Regions from separate parts of the Zea mays genome. Here region 2 is linked to region 1. A link is a contact called in public Hi-C data. All regions are on one chromosome and are shown on one strand. The core of a region is the stretch at or near the end of the contact, and the rest is flanking DNA. Distances in the headings are between cores, read along the strand shown.

The links. Hi-C and Micro-C count contacts between places; a contact is called where the count stands out from the background.
Region 2: a contact with region 1 is called in a Hi-C map of leaf mesophyll, with 1.8 times the contacts expected there. The contact joins the promoter of LOC100283013 here to the promoter of LOC103627898 in region 1. A contact is called at or near these places in 4 of 25 Hi-C or Micro-C datasets (ear, leaf and leaf mesophyll).

Annotation. Positions count from the first base shown.
Region 1 is chr5:224,323,892-224,326,441 of Zm-B73-REFERENCE-NAM-5.0, forward strand. LOC103627898 (pumilio homolog 1) reads left to right here and starts at 1,289. Exons shown (of 11, transcript NM_001358704.1): 1 at 1,289-1,590; 2 at 1,876-2,550. The coding sequence starts at 1,935. It overlaps LOC100193002, which reads left to right. Exons shown (of 5, transcript NM_001366986.1): 5 at 1-426.
Region 2 is chr5:224,492,833-224,495,382 of Zm-B73-REFERENCE-NAM-5.0, forward strand. LOC100283013 reads right to left here and starts at 1,277. Exons shown (of 5, transcript NM_001371891.1): 1 at 1,006-1,277; 2 at 703-911. The coding sequence starts at 883.

The DNA.
Region 1 (2,550 bases), core at 39-2,538:
TCGTCTTGCATATATTAGGAACCATCCATGATCAGAGGTTTTGAAAAATCGCCGGTTCGTCTTCCATATATGAACTCTCTCCCTGGTGTCGCGATCAGGAAAATGAAGGAATTGGGCTACCAGTCATCTGCGATGTCCTTGATGTATCCATGTGTGTGTATTAAAACTGGAACTTGCTGCTGTATGAGCAATAATCCAGCACAGCACGGCAGGACTTATTGCCGGTGTACTGACTGGCCTTGCCATTAGCCACTGGATCTGGATGGTAGCACTGTTCATGGATATGAAGATTAGCATAGCGAGTACAATCTCTGCTTTAGGGTTGTCAAAATAACACTGGTCTTGTTTACAAACACTAGCTTGTCTTGTAGCTTGCTTCTTGAATTCTCAAGAGACAAATTGTAGCCAGCTGGGAAAGTGGCAGCAGGTTTCCCTGTTTTTCTTGGTTTGCTCCTGCATATACTATGTTCTCACTCCTATCTAAATAACATTCTGGCCTTTTTAGATCCACTATGTTTAGAACTTCAGATATACACTATGTATAGATACATAATAAAAAACAATACATTTTAAAAAAACTGAAACGTATTATAATTTAGATTGGAGCAGGTGTCTGCCTGCCCGAGATGATAAGAATATATATCTTCTTTTTTCTTCTCAACCACAAGCAATGACAAGTGCCTTTTCTTGCGCCGTGTTTTCTTAACACCATCGCAGTTCCTCGCCACTTTCTTGTGTTGGGCGTTACTAGTATTTTATCATCACAACGCACTATGCAAAGTCGCTTATTAGGTCAAGCTCCCTCAGATATTATATCATTATTATTGTCGTAATCCTCATCCTCGTTTTGACTTGCTCGTCAATCGGAGTAGCAGCAGGGATAGACATGGATTTTTTTTCAATGGACCCACCTGTCAGCCACAGCTCGGACAAAGGAAGGAAAACGACACAACACTACCAATTGCAACGCACTCGTTTTTGGACAAGAAACAGAACAGGGAGAGGGAGATTAAACCATCGTTTTTTTCCAGCGGAAAAAAGGAAAGGAATGATTTTTAAAAGATTTTATCGATTTCTAAAATTGACGCTGGGTTTTCCGAGATGCGTACTGCTGCGTCATACACCTCATCTGCCTTTATTACGACGACTCATCCGAAAGAGTACCACAAGCGCAAGGCGGCGCTTTGAGATTCGCGCTGGGGGAGGGACCGGACGGCTGGCTGGAGCAGTTGGGGAGGCGGGCTACCGGTCTCCAGGAAGAAAAGGCCCCACGTCGCTTTCCGCCTCCGCCTCCGCTCCCTTCCTTTCCCATTCGCCTCACCTCGTCTCGCTCTCGCCTGCCGCCTCACCTCACCTCGCCCCGCTCCGGCCGCAGCAGCCGCCCCAGCCCTCCCTCCGGAAAATCCCCCAAAACCCTAAATAAATCCTCGATCGGAATCCACGGATGGGACCGCGGCCGGCAGCTCCGTAGTGGACTGGAGGTGCTCGGTCAGGCTCGGCTGCCCGTTTGATGCCGCTGCTACGGAGTCTCCTGCAAGCTAGGTTTCCAGTGGCTTAGTGTTTTGGTTTGGTCTGTTTCTTCTGTCCGAGGTAACTTGATGCGCCAGCTCCCTGTACTTCCCTTTTCTTAAAGGCGGGACTTGTAATCCCGGTTCTTTTTAATAGAATTAACGGATGAACCTGGTATTCAAACGATTTCATGTGGTCTGTAATCATGATTTCTCATAAAGATGCATCGATCATTCTTCCAGTTCAATTTTCATGCATACCTTCGGATTACAACTCCACTCTATACAAGTTTTTTTTTTTGGGGGGGGGGGGGGGGGGGGGGTGGGGGCAGAGGCGGTACTGATCACCATCTTCTTACTGGTTTAGGATTGAAGGAAACCAGGAAGGAAGGAAGCACGTTGAAACAAAGACAGAGGGCTACGGCGATGGCTCCATCTCAAGCGGCAGCGGTGGTGGCTGGCCCCACCTTTGAGGACCTCGAGCGTGACCTGCAGGCAGTTCTCATGGACCAAAACCACACGTCCCCCACGGACGACCTCAGCATATTCCGCAGCGGCAGCGCTCCCCCCACAGTCGAGGGCTCTCGCACAGCCATTGGCGCGCTCTTCCCTGGTCCGCAGCTTCACGCCAACAGCCTTGGTGATGGCGGCGGCGGCGGCGGGACTGATGCTGGTGTTGACATGCTCACTGAGGAGGAGATAAGGTCACACCCGGCATATCTGTCGTACTACTATTCTAATGAGCACCTCAACCCAAGGCTTCCGCCACCAATGGTCTCCAAAGAGGACTGGCGTGCGGCGCAGCGGTTCCAGGCTGTGTCTGGAGGTATCGGGGATAGGAGGAGGCCTTCGGAGGTCGGGAGTGGAAACTCGCTGTTCTCGGTGCAGCCAGGGGCGCATGGAGAGAAGGCGCTGCTGAATCATAGAGTGGGGAGGGGTGAAAGGAATGGGCTCGCACGGCAGCAGTCGTCGGAGTGGCTCGGGAGAGGCGCTGATGGGCTCATCGGCTTGTCAGATGTCAGTGGCCATGGATCACGGCGCA
Region 2 (2,550 bases), core at 27-2,526, 170 kb after region 1:
CAACAGTGGAGCACGAGTTCATCAAATACAATAATGCCACAGCATGAAAACATATAAGCGGATAAAGTAGATGTGTTTTCTCAGCAATATAACACTGTCAATTGTTATCTTGCGTGCATTTTTATCAGCGAGACATACGAACAACCAAGCATTCAAGACTTTAGTGCGAGACAGTGATGATAATCATCCAGTTTACATAATATGCTTAGTGAACTTTCATTTCAAGTATACTGCTTTCGTTTCTCATAGGATGCATGGTTATGGGAATCTTTGTTGTTCACTTCAACATTCTGACAAAATGTGATCTTGATATTGCATCTCATCATACAAGTGCAGTGATCATTTAGCATTGATACCTCAAGAGTTAGCATCAGTAGTTGAGGATACACGCAAAATATATAATAGGACCATCCGATCGATGATAAAAAAAAATAGTGGCTTCCTTTCGGCAAATACAATCAGAGGGTCTCTATTCCAAGTATGCCTGATAATCACTACAAACGGGAAACAGCAACCAACATATGCACACCCATATTCCAGCCCTCAACCGGTTCTTGAAGATCGGGTTTAGGACATGAGCAAGACCCCCAAAAGGCAAAGACCAAACGGCGCGACACCCCGTTGACCTCCCCAATACGTCGTCTTGGGTGCTAGCGGCACGAAGAAACTGCTCAGGAGCCACGGGAGAAGGGGGGCAAATACCGCAGATTTTGATGGGCGCCTCGAGCTCCAGCAGGTTGGGCTGGTGCAGGAAGATCTCCTTGGCGGCAGCGCAGAGCTGCTTGATCTCCGACTCCGACAACTGCGCGTTCTTCCCAGGCTTGAGATTCTTCACCTCCAGCAGCCGGCGTATGACGTCGTCAAGCAAGGCCGGATCCATCATGTTGAGGAGCTCTTCAACACTCACACCACTCTTGTCGAAACTTCTCGACAACAGTTAAAAGGGAGGGAAACGAAATCTTTACAAAGAGAAAAAAAAAGCGCAAGCACGGATCGAAGAAATACCGGCTGCTCTACGTGTGGGATGGACCAGAGGAGGGGGGAGGGATTTGGTCTGTGATCGGCGGTGCCTTGGTGATACAGAGATGCTACCTTTTTTGCTCGGTCAGTTGGTCCTAACTTTTTTCCTAGGATGCTCTCCTGCTGCTCTCGTTCCTGCAGATTGATGGGTTTTTGGAGGAGACTCGGATTGGATTGACGACTGTCCTCTCTGGTTTCTTGTTCTTGGCATTGGCAGTGACCGGGTCTCCCCTCTCCGTCTCTCTGTCTCCTCTTCTGTGCCCAATTACCCAAAGACTTGTATTGGACTTTGGAATAAAAGCAAAGCCGTTTTATGGCTAGGCCCTCCGTTTACTTCCATGACATGTCTGCATCCTTGGTTGGAGATTACAAGAACATCTTTTTTTTACATCTCCTCCTGTAGTCGTACTGCATTTGTCCTGGCAGTTGGTAATTGTGACTGTAAACGCTTTCTCGATCAGTCGATCTCTGCAGTCGGTAATTGTTGCTCTTTCTCTGCTCTGGATAGGATGGGGGCCAAACCAAACCAAGCAACAAGGACAGACGTGGAAGATATTTTTTGATCATCCTGCGGTCCTGCCCATGGAATCTTTGAGGACGGGGATCCATGCCATGCCAGTGCCATGGAAACTTCTTCCCAAGGAGACCTCACCTTGGTGCCCACAAAAAAAAAATAAAGAGGGTCATTATTTGGACGCCAGCAGGCTGTTACTCGCATGGTTCGTACGCTGCCAGCACCAGCGCGGGGAAGATCTGTGGTTAGGACTTGACGACGACGCCATATGCATGAGGCTCTCCGACGACCACCACGGCGGACTGTCACCCGTGTTGGATTAAGGTGGGCTTAGCTTAATTAATATTTAATAACATTCATTGTTAATGACTCATTTTAATGCTACGGTGCACTAATAATTTAACATTATATTAGAATTTCAAGAAACAAATCAATCAATTTAGATAGGTGGACCGTTAGTACATCTATTAAGAAGTTGAGAAAAAAGGACGAAGCATTGTCGCATGCGCGCGCCCGCGTCACCGGTCGGGCCGAGGCCGTGGCCATGCCCAAGCACAGAGAAAGTGGGAGAGCAGATCTCCGAAATCGCCGTCTCCAGATATACACTTGTGCGAGTGTGCGGACGATATCATATTTTTGGGGACCGTACTCGCGACTGCTCGTGTGATCCGTTCGACACAGCAGCGCCTCATCTACATCCTGCTCTTCGTCGTCTTCCCTAGGCGACGTGTGCTGCTATTCGTCTTATGACGACCGTTCGAGAGACTGCATCGACTCTATACGGCTACATCGAATATACACACGAGATGTCTCGTATGAATGGAGCTACTTATGCCTTGAGCATCAGTCCCTTTACGGAGTCTCTCTACGGAATACTTTCTGTTCTTCGTATTTGTGCATTTTTTATTGTTGTTTTATAACAATCCGCACCCCCCGCTGCGCGCGCTCTCGAAGGTTAGTTCTCCGATCCCCCTGCAGGTTTGGCTTGGCTATAAGATGAGCTGAGATAGATTATT